Regions from separate parts of the Oryctolagus cuniculus genome. Here region 2 is linked to region 1. A link is a contact called in public Hi-C data. All regions are on one chromosome and are shown on one strand. The core of a region is the stretch at or near the end of the contact, and the rest is flanking DNA. Distances in the headings are between cores, read along the strand shown.

Region 1 (7,882 bases), core at 2,209-4,708:
GAGTTCATGGAAAAATGGAATTAAAAATGGAATTAGTTTATTTATTTTTTTAAGTTTATTTTGGTGCAAAAAAAGTTACAAAATTCATGCATAGCTCTTTCATATTGAGTATTTTCAAGAAAGTTTATGAAGATCTTTAATATGCATAGATTTCAGGTTTTTTGCACCAAAGTAAGCTTATCTTTTAATTTAATTTTCTAGAAACTTTTGAGGTACCTTCATAAATGGAACAGATTTCTGTCCCCTTCCTCAGTGCCTCTTCTTACAAATACACACACACACACACACACACACACACGGCTTCTTGAAGGAATACTGATGCCAGCAACTTGAATAAGTTATTTTGTAGGGTTCCCTCTGAAGCTCATTTCACAAACCGTCTTTTTATGACCAAACTAGAGACCATTAGAGCATATTGAATGTTACAATGGAAGGTGTGGTTCTGTGTTGTCAGCAGGGGCAACAGACAAATGGTACCAAAGGATGTGACTGCAACAGTAGTCATAATATATTATAAAATCAAACCTTCCATGGCATCCAGCCCCATGGAATCAACTCAGCAGGGTAGAAATGGAGAGCTATATTACAACATCAGTGGCAGCAAGAATTACTTCTGCATTTCAGAGCCCCAGGGCTCTTTCTGGGTTGCCCAACCCCACTGGCCACTGAAGTTTCTGGTTCCACTTTGTCTGCTTGACCCCAATCTCTTTAACCTTTGCTCCTAGTGAATCTTTTTTTAAGGTCTTCCTTCTATTGGTTCACTCCCCAAATGGCCGCCATGGTCAGCGCTGCACTGATCTGAAGCCAGGAGCCAGGTGCTTCTCCTGGTCTCCCATGGGGTGCAGGGCCCAAGCACTTGGGCCATCCTCCAATGCACTTCTGGGCCACAGCAGAGAGCTGGGCTGGAAGAGGAGTAACCAGGACTAGAACCAGGTGCCCAAATGGGATGCAGGTGCCACAGGTGGATGATTAACCAAGTGAGCCACGATGAATCTTTTCAAACTACAGTGGCAGCTGAGCACCTGCACTGTCACATTCTGTACCTTTCATTAAACCATCCCACAGTCATCTCAGTGAAGGTGTCCCTCCAACAACCATGTGCACTGCAGAAAAGTGGTTGAAAATATGAGTTGGGGCCAGCACTGTGGCTCAGCAGATTAAAGCCCCAGCCTGCAGTGCCGGCATCCCACATGGGCGCCAGTTCAAGTCCTGGCTGCTCTACTTCTGATCCAGCTCTCTACTATGGCCTAGGAAAGCAGTGGAAAATGGCCCAAGTCCTTGGGCCCCAGCACCCACATGGGGGACCTGGAAGAAGTTCCTGGCTCCTAGCTTTGGATCAGCTCAGCTCTGGCCATTGTGGTCATCTGGGGAGCCAACCAGCAGATAGAAATGGAAGACCTCTCTCTCTCTCGCTCTCACTCTTGCTCTCGTTCTACCTCTCTCTGTAACTCTATCCTTCAAATAAATAAAAATAAATCTTTTTTAAAAAAGGGAAAAGAAAATATGGGTCAAACAAGATCAAACTGCCTGATTTTTAATTTCAAATCTACCACTGGGCAAGTTACTTGACACTTGGAAAACATTATTTTCCTAATCTATTAAGTAGGGACAAAAAAGCATCATTATTATTTTTTTTTTTTGACAGGCAGAGTGGACAGTGAGAGAGAGATAGAGAGAAAGGTCTTCCTTTGCCGTTGGTTCACCCTCCAATGGCCACCGCAGCCGGTGCACCGCGCTGATCCGAAGACAGGAGCCAGGTACTTCTCCTGGTCTCCCATGGGGTGCAGGGCCCAAGCACTTGGGCCATCCTCCACTGCACTCCCTGGCCACAGCAGAGAGCTGGCCTGGAAGAGGGGCAACCGGGACAGAATCCGGCACCCCGACCGGGACTAGAACCCGGTGTGCCGGCGCCGCTGGGCAGAGGATTAGCCTAGTGAGCCGCGGTGCCGGCATAAAAAGCATCATTATTATAAGCAAATAAAATCATTCATGTAAAGTGCTTGACACAATGGCTCAGTAATCTTGAGTATATGCTATTATTATGATCATTTTATACACAATATAAGTAAATTACGTATATATTGGATACTACATATCTTTATATATACTCAAACATCAAATAGATAATATGTATCATATGTGGCTATTATCATTATATTGCATATCATTATACCAGTTGGGTTTAGGTATCCTGGTCATTGGTCAGAACACCTGGTATGCTGGGCAATGATGTATGGAATGAGCAGAATGTGGAAGGTGGGAATGTCTTACTCAATTTGAGAGGCCTCTGAGGAGTGAACTCCACCAATGCAGCTGACTTCCTTAAAGACCAGAACAAACAACAGGCTGTGACCGAAGCATTTGGTTTGGTGGTGTCTAAATCAGAGAACATGTGAAAGTTAAGCCTATATGCAAGGCCACTCCCTGATCCAAATACCAGGCTCCTCTTCAAGCATGTGTCACTTACTCAACAGTTAATGAAACACAAAGAGCCTTGAATACCTTCAGTGTCACATTTCAAGACTTATAGAATAATTAGGAAAAATCTGAGCTGGCAAAACTCTTCCTGGCTCACCCTGGTAAGCAGACCACCTTTGTTTTCCATTAGTGTGTGTTGTCGTCACAGTAACTGCAAGGCTCAACATACAGGCCCAGGGTGTCATTTCCTCAAGTACTTAGGCTGCCACACTGAAATAGCATTATGAACTCAGCAATACCTCTTCCTTTCCTGTTGTGCTGTGGTACCTCAAAGAAGCAAGCTCTAAAATGAGTTACTTAAGATATAAGTATATTAAGGAAAAAGAAAGTCCATTTATTCTTATTACTGCATTGCCGATGACTCATGTGTGTGTATATGGGAAAACCTTATTTTTACAAAGATCATTTAGATAAACAAGGCAAGTTGGCAGTAACTTGATTATGTTGGTGATGTCAGCAGTCTACTGTTTGCAATCAAATCATATTTTGGCCTTAAATTTTTAGCAAATTATTTTTAAGGAATGCATTTGGCCAACTCTGATAATGTTCATTTCATGGCTTTCTTACACCCTTTCCTAACAAAGACAGCAGCTGATAATTTGTTTCTTCAAAGTAACTGGGGAGGATTGAAGTTACAATCACTACAAAAGCAAAAGAAAAAAAATACTATTTTCAAATGCAGACACGGAAGTCCTCAGCCAACGAAGTAATGATCATCAGTCTTATCTATGTTTGGGGGAAGGAGGTAGTTGAAGGAGGATAGCATTTAACCAAGGAACTAAAACTAGAAAAATCCTTAAACCTTCAGTGTTCACTTAGAGTCAGATCACTTGAGACAAATGCTGCATTAGCTTTCAAAATTCCTTTTCGTTCGTTTTTCACAGGCCTCAGAAACACATAAATCACCCAGTATTACACATGTTGACACCACTTCCCAAAAAGGCTAAGAACACAAACCTTCCTTTGACATAACAGTGTTGCTGTGGCTTAAACAAAGCTCTCAGGGACAGAGAGGCGCGAGGGGCACAGGGTAACGTTATGTGACTTCATTTCTCTGCTGGGAGTTTCTCAGTTTCTGCAATCAGCTGGTCAAGAGCCAGCTAAAGCTGCTCAATTCATGTTTGACTTTCCTTAGTCTAAGTTCTTCCACAACAGGCTGCTTGGCTTTTGAAATTAAACATCCTCAGCTACTACTGCAGAAAAAGCTGTAACCTGCATGCATCCTTTTTATTTCTCTTATTAGCTAGAGTAGGAGTGATCATGTAAGGGAAAAGAAGAACATAATCCAATATATTTTCCTGAAGTTCCTTAATTTTTTTGGCCTAGAGTCTCTATAATGCATTCTGCAAAGTCAAGAAAAGTTCTTTCCTTTTTTATTTTCCTTTTCTTCTTTTCCTCCTCCTATTCTTCCTTCCTTCACCCTACTTCTAGGTTTCATCAAAGAAGGACAATTATGAGACTTACTTTGCCTTATATTTTATAGACTCATCCCTTCAAAACAAGAAAAAATAAGTACAATTAACAGCTCTAAACCTAATTATCCTGCTTAGGGTTTCTTGTCACTAGAGCTATAAAGAAACTTTCCTGCTTTAAGGGTGATTCATGTATTTTTTGTTAAGTATAGAGACTATTAAGCACCTCAGAATATACACACACATCTTTATGATATAATACTTCTTCTGTTTGTCTTGGAATATGATTTTCTTGTCATGTCTAAGAAGAATGAATAGGATTAACAGCAATGAATAGCAAGAATTCAACTCTATTTGGTAAGGTTGAAGTTAGCATAAGATGACCTTTTTTGGTCTTTTCATTTTTATCTGTTACTAGGTTAGTTAAACAAAACAAATCATCTAAGATCAGAAATGAAGAATGATAAATTTAATATCATGTCCCTCCATGGAAGAGGATCTCTCCATTGGTCTGCATTATCCGGTATAGTTGGCTGTGAAAGAGACACCCAGGCACTATGTATAAACACACTTTATCTCCAACTACAAATATAGAAACCATAGAACAGTCTATGCTGTGGGTGATTTCTTTGCCTTTTTAGCAATGCTTCTATAAGACAGCAAACTACTCGGTGATAAGGGAGGGTTTGAAACAAATTCCAGGGCCGGCGCTGAAGCGCAGTGAGTTTAAGCTTCCCTCTGCAGCATCAGGATCCCAGATGGGCACTGGATCATGTCCCGGCTATTCCACTACTGATCCATCTCCCTGCTGATACGCCTGAGAAAGCAGTAGAAGACGACCCAAGTACTTGGGCCCCTGCACCCATATGGGAGACCCAGATAAAGCTTCTGGCTCCTGGTTCCTGGCTTCAGCCTGGTCCAGTTCTGGCTGTTGTGGCCATCCTTCTCTCTCTGTAACTCTGCCTTTCAAATAAACAAATAAATCTTTTTAAAAAAGAAACATAAATTCCACATTATATTACAGGCAGCTGTTCAGTGTGACTGCTTACAGAATCCAGCAACAAAATACGTCCCAAACAGGTTTCCAAATTTCCAAATTTAAACAGTGCTTTTCCTGTGATCTATGAATTTGAGTTCACACCTGTATGAGTTCACTTGTCTTCAAGAATTCTGTGAGCACCAAAGATTAAACAAATTCACTTATGGGGTGATAAGAAAACAATAATAGTGTAATTTTACATAGGATTCTACTAGGGAACTGAAAATTGCCTTAAGTCATCTAGTCTTCAAAACAACTCTGTGGAGAACTATGAGGGGCTTTAAAAACTTCATAGAAAATGGAGTTAAAAATTTTATTTTGGTGCCAAAAACTTTTGCAATCCACATATAGCTTTTTCACTTTTTCCATGAACTTTTTGAAGACCCTCCTAATACGCATGCACTTCAAGAATTTTTGTACCAAAATAAACTTATCTTTTAATTGTATTTTCCACAGTTTGACATACCCCCATCAAATTATTCTCATTTTACAGATGAGGAAATTGAAGCACAGAGAGTAATTAACCCAAGGTCACAATGAGCTAAAATCAGAATCCAGACCATCTGGCTCGCCCATGCTACTAGCCTTTTCTGACTCCTTGTCCATGAACAGAACCTTGTTATTATATCTTCAACTCAGATTCAAGAAAATGAATGCATTTTTATTAAGCCATCTTTTATTCTACTACTATCCATGGATATTTAAAGTAATGTCTATATAAATATATGTTGCAAACTTTCACATGTCATTTTTCTAACAAGTTATGCAAATCTTTTTTTCTCTTAATGCTTTCTATTGAATTCTATCTCAATCAAAGCTTGCCCCCTCACTTCATATACTGTTGCCTTTATAAAACCCACATGCTTAAAGAAATAAAATCAAACAAATGAAAATGTGAGTTAGACAGACTGACTAAAGTCTAACATCTTCAGGTAGCCTTATGAAGAAACTCTCATCTGCCAGCAAAATAAAATAAGCTTAGTATTATTTACAATGTGTAAATCCTAAAGTTTCAATTAAAAAAATAAGGTAATATTATAACCACAGGGAAATAACTGTTTAGTGAATAGATAAAATATTCCAAAAATTTCACTGGAAAAAAATTCCATAGGGACTATTGCTGAACAACTTTTTAAAAGAGTAAGTTGGGGCCCAAAACCTGCGAGGCTTATATCTCATATGGGTACTGATTTGAGTCCTAGATGCACCACTTCTGATCCAGCCCTGTTAAGACACCCAGGAAAGCAGCAGAAGATGGCCCAAGTGCTTGGGCCCCTGCTACTAAGGTAGATCTAGATGGAGTTACAGGCTCCTGGTTTCAGCCTAACCCAGCTCTGGCTACTGCAGCCATTTAGGGAATGAAGCAGTAGATGAAATCAATCACTCTCTCTCTCTCTCTGTAATTCTGCCTTTCAAATCAATAAATAAATCTTTTTCAAAAAAGAGTAAATTTAACATCTTTGACTATCTTAAAATATAAACCGAATATTTCTCTTTTGGTAAACAAGCTGCTCAAAAACTTGGTTCATGCTATATCACACACAGTAAAGCTACACATTTCATGAGAGATTAAGGATAATACTGAAAATTATCTGTTAAATATCTAGAGAAAAATGAAAAAAGAATCATAACATATTTAAATGTTTTAAAATGCAAGGCCAGATTCAAATCCATGACTCACAAATATAATGGGCCTTAATTTAGATTATTTGAAGGGCAGGTGTTAGGCATAGCAGTTAAGATGCCATTTGGGACACCTGCATCCCAACAGAGTGCCTGGGTTCAAGTTCTGGTTCCACTCCTGATTCCAGCTTCCTGCTAATATACATTCTAGGAAGCAACAGGTGATGATTCAAATGGTTATGTCTTTGCCACCCAGGTGGGAAACCCAGATTGAGTTTCTGGTTTCTGGTTTCAGCCTGTCCCAGCTTCAGCCATTGCAGGCATATGGGAAATGAAGCAGATGTGATGTTGTGTTTTCTCTCTCTCTCTCTCTCTCTCTCTCTCCCTCCCTTTCGCTCCCCCTTTCAAATAAGAATAATTTAAAAAAGAATTTAAATAACTTTAACCAAATGTAACTATGAATAGAATCCAGCACCAAATGATGGTAAAAGTATGAGTTTTAGTATTTAGACATCAAGGTGCACATTTAAATCTAGGTGCATACACAGGAGGTATAATACATACACATATACAAACACATTTTATAAATCTTTTCAGTTTCATTCTTTAGAGTTGCAACATCATCTCTACTACCAGGTATATGAGTGTAATTATAGCTACTTGAAATCTTTCTGCACAGACTTTGAGAAATTTTTAAGATAAAACTATTAACCATAATTATAATTGCTTTTCTTGGTTTTATATTTATTCTTCATTTCTCATATAATAATCATCAGGAATATAGATCCACAAATGTTAATAGAACATCCACAATGTGCAGGGGACTGAGAAGTTCTGAAAGTGATGTTTAGATGCCTTGCACCTGAAATACTTCATATTCATTCCAAATTTAATGGAGAAAACTCTCCTCCAAAGCACCCTAGTTTTACCAGAGCTCCCAACTATATAAACTCAGAGAGAATCACTTCTAAAATATGTGGTCCAGAAAATTACTGTGAAAGTGGAAGACACGGCTCTATCTGGTTCTACCAGCACAGACAGCGCCTGTTTCCCCTGTGTTGCACACAGAGGAAATAATATGGGCAAAGATGGGAGATTGAAAGGTTCACTACGAATGTTTTTGGAGAATGGCCCATAATCTGAAATACCTGAAGCAGAAGGACCTTCTTGTTGAGTAGTGGGAGTGAGGCTGGAAAAATTAAGTAGGTGCCAGATGATGGATGGTTTTTGAAATGCCCAGCCTTGGTGTCTGGCAGCAACTAACAGCCCCACTAGATAACGGAAGAGTAGATAGACAAGTATAGCAATGCTTTAGGAAAAGTAATCTCAT
Region 2 (7,882 bases), core at 1,991-4,490, 120 kb before region 1:
ATAGGATCTGTTATTAATGAGGATCAATTGTAACTTGAAGCCATTAAGAAGATCAACACTGGATAGATATGTAGCAAACACAATTATTACGCTGTATGTCCTCAGTGAATTCTCCATTTCTCAGACCGCTTGAAGAATGGAGGGATCCTGAAAACTAATTTGGCAATAGATACACACAAAAGTCTTTGAACCTGTTGAATTAAAAATATTCATACTTGGGAGACTGGCGTTGTTGCTTAGCAGATAAAGTTGCCGTCTGCAGTACCGGCATCCCATTTGGGTGCCAGTTTGAGATCGAGGTTCACTACTTCTGATCCAGCTCTCTGCTATGGCCTGGGAAAGAAGTGGAAGATAGCCCAAGTTCTTGTGGGAGACTCAGAGGAAGTTCCTGGATCTTGGCTTCAGATTGGTTCAGCTTTGGTAGTTGCAGCCAGCTGGGGAGTGAACCAGCAGATGGAAGCTCTCTTTCTCTCTCTGTGTCTGCTCTCTGTAACTCTGCCTTCTAAATAAATAAATAAATAAAATTTCTTTTAACTACTTTTTTTTTAACTACTCATGAGAGAGAGAGACAGAGAGAAAGGTCTTCCTTCCATTGGTTCACCCCCTAAATGGCCGCTACATCCGGTGCTACGCTGATCCGAAGCCAGGAGCCAGGTGCTTCTTCCTGGTCTCCCATGTGGCTGCAGGGGCCCAAGCACTTGGGCCATCCTCCACTGCCCTCCTGGGCAACAGCAGAGAGCTGGACTGGAAGAAGAGCAATTGGGACTAGAACCCGGCACCCATATGGGATGCCGGTGCTGCAGGCAGAGGATTAACCAAGTGAGCCACAGCGCCGGCCCCAAACAATTTTTAAAAATATTCATACTTGGGCCTGGCACTGTGGTGTAGCAGGTAAAGCCTCCCCCTGCAGTTCTGGCATCCCATATGAGTGCCAGTTTGAGTCCCAGCTGCTACACTTCTGATCCAGCTCCCTGCTAATGCACTTGGGAAAGCAGCAGAGGATGGCCCAAGAGTACCTGGGCCTTTGCTACCCACATGAGAGACCATGAAGAAGCTCCTGGCTTCTGGCTTTAGCCTGGTCCAGGCCTGAACACTGCAGCCATTTGAAGAGTGAACCATCAGATGGAAGATCAAGATTCCTCAATCTCTTATTCTCTCTCTCTCTCTCCCTCTGCCCCTATTCTCCCTCTCTGTAACTCTGCATTTCAAATAAATAAATAAATATCTTAAAAAATAATTCATACCTTGGAGTAGGCATTTGGCCTAGAAGTTAAGATGTCTGCTTTCCTCATTAGAGTGCCTGAATTCAATTCTGAGCTCTAGCTTCTGATCCTAGCCTCCTGCTAATGCAGACATTTGGAGGCAGCAATGGTGGTTCAAGTAATTGCATTTCTGCCACCAAAGTGGTAGACCTAGACTGAATTCTGGCTCTGTGCTTTGGAGCACCAGCCGCGGTGGGCATCTGAGGAATGAACCAACACATGGGAGCCCTGTCTGACTGTCTGGTTGTCTGTCTTTCTGTCCCTTTGCTTCTTAAAAAATATTCATACCTTTTAGTTAAGTAGTTTAACAAGAAGGGTAAATATTATTACACAAATATAATGTTATTTATAACAGTAAAAAACTGGGTATAGGAGATGGGCATTTGGTCTATTGGTTATAAAGTCAGTTGGGGTGCCCTCATCCCAAACTGGACACCTTAGATTAAGTGTGGCCTCTGCTTCTGATTCTAGCTTCCTGTCACTGCATGCTCTGGGATGCAGCAGGCAATGTTCGTGTAGTTGGGTCCTTTGATACCTATGTGGGAGACATGGATTGATTCCTCAGCCCTAGCCATTGAGTGAACCAGTGGATGGGGGCTCCCTGTCCCCTCCTCCTCTCTCTGACCATCAAATAGTGTATAGCCACAGGATAAAGTATTACATGTAGTTTAAAAATATTTTCCCATTTACAAATTGTATGTCAAGGGATGTTAAATAATGTCAGAAATGCCTACAATAAATATCAAAGTTGTATGTACTCTGAGCTTACAACTAAGGAAAAAATATATGTGAACAAAAATACTCACCAAAATATTTGAAATTGTTCTTTCAAGTTGGTGAAATTATGGATGACTATATTCTTTGTAACAATTTCTCTGAATCAGTATTTTTCAAAATCTTTTTTCAATTTTGCTCTCCTAAGATTTTGCAAACACTTTTTCCCTCATTGTGCCTCCTTATAAAATTTTAATACCACAGAAATACTACATATATTTGTATGTACTATGGTCCTTTTGTGAACCATAAATCATTGTCACAACTAATATTTCTTTAATTCTCCCCTTCAAGAAGTCGTCTTCACCCTGTTGAGATTAATAGTGCCTTTACTGAGAATGCAAATATTGAATCTGTTTTACTCTGATAATTAGATTATATGCTTTTAAAAAGAAAGTTCAGGGTGAGTGTCCTCTGGCACAGTGGTTAAGTAGCTGCTTGGGATGACCACATCCCATCTCAGAGTGCCTGGTTCAAGTTTTGACTATTCTACCACTGATTCAGCTTCCTGCTAACATGTACCCAGAGGCAGCAGGTTATGGCTCAAGCACTTGCATCCCTGCCGCCCACATAAGAGACCTGGATGGAGTTCCTGGCTCCTGGCTTCAGCCTGGCCCAGCCTTGCTATTGCAGTCATTTGGAGAATGATGAAAGATATCTCTCCCCTACCTCCTCTACCTTTCAAATAAAATGAAAATAAGTACATTTTAAAGAAGGAAGTTCTGGAATAGTAGTTTCTACTCCAAGTAATAAATATGACCTTTGTATTATGCTTAAATTTTTTTTGTAAGTAAACATCTGTTTCAGCTAATAAACATCTGGCTCTAGATATGTAACATGAAACTAATATATTTTGCAGGGAAGGACAGAATTGTATTTAATAACAACCAATACTTATATGCCACCATACTGTGGGCAAAATTATTTTTAGGGGCATTATTTAAGTTACTTTAGTTAATCTCATTGTACAGATGAAGGAAATAAGGCTCAAAGAAATTAAATAGCAGGCCCAGGGTCACATCATTATGAACAAACAGGGTTATTTGGCTTCAAAATATTTTTTCCCACTACATATTGCTGTGTGGGTCAGTAACAGTTTTCTGTGAAAATATGATGCAAACACAGAGCAAGGGAAGGCCCTGGGATGAAGCTCGCTGGGTAATGCTTCCCACATTAACGTCCACAAACGGGGCCGCAGCCATCTGGCCCGGTTTCCCCACGCTACATTACCTGGCTGGCTCTCCACGTTTTGCCAACATTTTCTGAGCATTGTCGTCTTTTCAGTAACTTCTCTAAGAATGCTTCACTTCAATCTTTAGAGCACGTGAGGCAGCGAACCCAATCCTGTAAATTCACTTCCCCGACTCTCTGAGACCTCTTGCCAAGCCACTGCTGCTGGGAGGACAGCCCTACAGCGTGACTTTTTCCAGCACACTTTGAAGTAGATAAAATATGCACCCATGGACATCTGTCTGTTATTTCCTGCACTCACAGCTTTGTTCTTCTTTATTGCCAGAGAATTCTATGGATGATGTCACTTTTCTCTGAAGAGAACAGGCCATCAGAGCTTTTCACTGACATAATTAATTATCTGTAGCTTGATTCTGAGCCAGAAAATTCTCAAGGCACAGCCCCCAGAAGAATTAACTCTACTGTGTTTGCTATTCTTAAACTCTTAAAGAGACAGGGTACCAGATCTTTTTTATTTTTTTTTTTGTCTCAGACAATGATAATGGTATTTTTGTTCAGTGATATCAAGTAACAGAAAGTGAACTGGGGCACTATTCTATGATTTCACAAGGAAGACCTTCGGTTCAGTGGGCAGCAAACTCTAAAGGTCACTACAGATCAAGTACACAAAGCAAAGCTTTTAGGGCTTAGTCTTAAATACTACAGGAATGCATCACAATTACTGAATAGACTCTTTGGGGGATCTTGTGAATCTGTAGCCAGAAAAATGAGATCTCAACCAAAGCTAACCATGTTAAATTACCCACGAGGTGAAAGGCTTAGTTTATCAGCCACAAAAGCCAAAGACGTCAATATAATTAGACCTTACAGGAGATAAGAAACTACCAGGAGAGTGACCATTATTTTGAAAGTTTTTCTTATATTTTTATACACACTTAAAACAAATTAGCCAGTGCACTAGAAGATGTGCTATCTCCATTCTACTGGGTGTCATGATTATGTAAATAAGCTTATTTTTCTCCCTAAAACCGGATCTCCATGGGGAATGATCAACACTATAATGTATAAAGAGTGGAGGGGCCCTAAAGAAAGCAGGGCATTTGAGTTGATTCTGGCTCTGCTCCTCTCTATGTATATAAGACAAGATTTAAGAAGTTTCTCAACTTGCTCAACTCTGCTGGAAATAACCAAGTCCTGTTGAACTCAAAGGAACAAATAATATCATAGACCGCAATATGCATTTAAATAGTGTCCTCCAAAAAAGAATTATGATCTCTTTCACTGCTTTGATTCTATGTAAACTAGCTTGAATTGTGCTCTTTCTGAATTAATTTATTGTGATAAATTATCACTAACTTTAAAAGATTCAAAATTGTGATATAATAAAACTTAATTTTAAAAAAAATCAACATTAAAGAAGTGATTAAAGAAAAAGTAAAGAGCATTTGCCCCATCTTTGCAGATTCCACTTGCCAAGGCAGTTCTAAGAGTTTGACATAGATCCTTTCGGGATTGTTTTCTTCTATAGCTATACATAGTTCTTTCTCTCTTACTCGCTCTCTCATGCTCTCTTCCTGTCACTCCCCCTCTTCGTGGAGGAACGACACTAACCCTGCCTAGGCTTCATATCCAAGTCACAGCACCATTATGTCACTCCCCCTCTTCGTGGAGGAACGACACAGGACCCTGCGCTGTTCTTTTGTCTGCTCGGCCCTCCCCGGGTTTGCTGCTGGTTCTTCCCAGGTTGGCTACCGTCCCTCCACCTCCGTGGAGGGGCAGGCCCCCTGCCACTTTCCCCACTTCCGCAGGGGAGCGGCACACCGCCGGCCGGCTCTCTCGGGGGCTGCACAGGTGTTCCTTCAGATAGATGTTCCTGGTGCATGTTGTCTCTCTCCTCCTTTATAGTCCTCTTCCACCAATCCCAACTCTGCTACCCACACGCTGAGTACACTGCTCTCCTCCAATCAGGAGCAGGTCCTGCAGCTTGTCAAGTTGGTGAGAGGCAGCTGGGTAGAAGCTGTTTCCTCCTCTCCCAGCGCCATATTGTGGGAGAGCAGATGCATAGAATAAGTCTTCATTCCAGTAACTTAGTCTAGTCCGAGCTGCTCCCCACAGATCCCCCTTTCTTTTTATTTTTGGCGTTGATACACGCCTGTCTTCGGTGTCCCACGGCACACACTCTGCTCTGCTTGCTGGAGTTGCCCACAGGTGCTTACAAGCCCTATCAATCAGGCAAACCGAATCCGGGTCCTCTCTTCGCCATGTTGTGAGGAGGTTTTTAGGCGCTGATGCGTGCCTGTGTTCGGTGCCCTGCAGCGCATGCTCTGCTCTGCTAGAACTGCCTGCAGGTGCTTACAAGCCCTAGCAATCAGGCAAACCGAATCCAAGCCTTCTCATTGCCGTATTGTGGGGAGACTTATTGATGTTGATAACGTGCCTGTCTTCGGTGACCTGCAGCCGCCCACAGGTGCTTATCGTCTTACTAATTAGGCAGACGGAATCCAAGCTCTCTCATTGCCGTTGTTGTGGGGAGGCCTTATTTTTCTGTTATTTCTCTATCTCCGGGCATTCCTATTTCTCCTATTTTACTTCTATCTACCAGCATTCCTATTTCTCTCATTTTACTTCTAAACTTGTTTCTCTTATCCCCACGGTTTCCCGGCGCCCGCCCCGAGGCTGCTTCTCGGCGCCTCCCCCACAGTGGCTTCCCGGCTCTGCGCGGCTTACCGGCTTCTATTCGCGCCCCGTGCACTCTCCCCATTTGTGCCCCGTGCGCTCTCTCTGCATGCGGCGGCTTCCGCAAGTCACACAGCCCAGCTCACTCCGCCACCAGCATTCAGTCCAAGTTCCCCGGGCTAACCTGGCGAATTCAACCTAGCTCACGTCTGCGCCTTTCGGTTTGCCTTTCCGTCTTTTGCTCCCCGGGCTAATCTGACGGATTCCAACCTGGCGGCCCACGTCTCTGCCTCTGGTTCCAGATTTTCGCCTTTTGCTCCCCGGGCTGACTTGAAGAATTCCAAGCTAGCTTACGTCTCCGCCTCGGCCTGCCCCCGCGGCTGCATCCTCCCTAACATTTTTCTCTACCCAGTATGTTTCCTAACTTTTCTTCCAACAATATTCCCCTCTCATTTCTCCTGGCTTCTCCCCACAGTCCGTATCCGAGTAAGTTTCTTCTAGGTTTCACTTTTACTTTCAACCTGCAGTCCGTATCTGAGTCTAAGTTTCTTCTTGCTTTCACTTTAAATCCTAACTTCTTTCCCACAGTCCGTATCCGAGTCTATGCCTAGGCTTTCAATAGCTTCTTCCGGCACCTTTTCCGTCCGGCTTTTCCCTAGGCTCTTTGCTAGTCTCTCCGGTATTTTCCCACTTCTTCCCGTTTCTTTCCTCCTAGGTTTCCTATCCGAGTCACAGCACCATTATGTCGCTCCCCCTCTTCATGGAGGAACGACACTAAACCCTGCCTAGGCTTCATATCCGAGTTATGGCACCATTATGTCGCTCCCCCTCTTCGTGGAGGAACGACACTAACCCTGCCTAGGCTTCATATCCAAGTCACGGCACCATTATGTCACTCCCCCTCTTCGTGGAGGAACGACACAGGACCCTGCGCTGTTCTTTTGTCTGCTCGGCCCTCCCCGGGTTTGCTGCTGGTTCTTCCCAGGTTGGCTACCGTCCCTCCACCTCCGTGGAGGGGCAGGCCCCCTGCCACTTTCCCCACTTCCGCGCGAGAGCGGCACACCGCCGGCCGGCTCTCTCGGGGGCTGCACAGGTGTTCCTTCAGATAGATGTTCCTGGTGCATGTTGTCTCTCTCCTCCTTTATAGTCCTCTTCCACCAATCCCAACTCTGCTACCTACACGCCGAGTACGCTGCTCTCCTCCAATCAGGAGCAGGTCCTGCAGCTTGTCAAGTTGGTGAGAGGCAGCTGGGTAGAAGCTGTTTCCTCCTCTCCCAGCGCCATATTGTGGGAGAGCAGATGCATAGAATAAGTCTTAATTCCAGTAACTTAGTCTAGTCCGAGCTGCTCCCCACATCTTCCCACCACACCAGAAAATGTCCAAAGTGCTTCATAATCATCACCTCATTTAAACTTCACAATGACTTTATTAGATAAACACTATTAAATCACCATTTTGTAAATAAGGCAGCTGAGGTAGGTACAGAGAAATTCAAGACACACAACTAAATGAGTGGTATGTCAGGATGCAAATCTGGGCAAGCTGACTCCAGAGCTGGCATTCTTAATACTATATCTTATGAATTCTCTATATCTGTATATCTATATCTATATCTATATCTATATCTATATCTATATCTATATATAGAAACTGTCAGATATGTAACACTTTATTTTTTATTTAACAACAGAATGGAAAATTCATGGGGGAATTAAATTCCATTGATAGTAACATTCATTTCACCATAACTAACAATTATCTTGATATTTTCTTCAATAACTAATGATATATTCTATTTTTACATGTCTATCTCTCAGTTGAGTCATTTTCAGTTTTCTCGTTTTATTTCCTACCCTATAACTACAACCCAAAGTTTAGATCAAACTCTAATAATTTTTTTTTTTCCCAGCAGAAAGATCAAGTACGTTGGACTGGACTTTCGAAGTTTTGAATTTGTTTGAAATGAAGATCTTTATTG

What was found. Hi-C and Micro-C count contacts between places; a contact is called where the count stands out from the background.
Region 2: a Hi-C map of an unstated tissue shows a contact between it and region 1, with 1.7 times the contacts expected there. The contact joins two enhancer-like sites. A contact is called at or near these places in 2 of 6 Hi-C or Micro-C datasets (embryonic fibroblasts and an unstated tissue).

What each region holds. Positions count from the first base shown.
Region 1 is chr5:96,962,492-96,970,373 of mOryCun1.1, reverse strand. The region is part of intron 1 of FILIP1 (filamin A interacting protein 1); the gene reads right to left. Among named protein-coding and RNA genes, the nearest start is that of FILIP1, 83 kb to the right of the region's middle. Within about 2 kb of position 3,458, at least 3 of the 8 cell types and tissues checked have an H3K27ac peak or open chromatin away from gene starts, as enhancers often do.
Region 2 is chr5:97,082,824-97,090,705 of mOryCun1.1, reverse strand. All of the region lies in intron 2 of FILIP1 (filamin A interacting protein 1), which reads right to left. LOC138849646 (a long non-coding RNA gene) reads right to left here. Exons shown (of 2, transcript XR_011388647.1): 1 at 7,259-7,882; 2 at 3,733-4,795. Among named protein-coding and RNA genes, the nearest start is that of TMEM30A, 110 kb to the left of the region's middle. Within about 2 kb of position 3,240, at least 1 of the 8 cell types and tissues checked has an H3K27ac peak or open chromatin away from gene starts, as enhancers often do.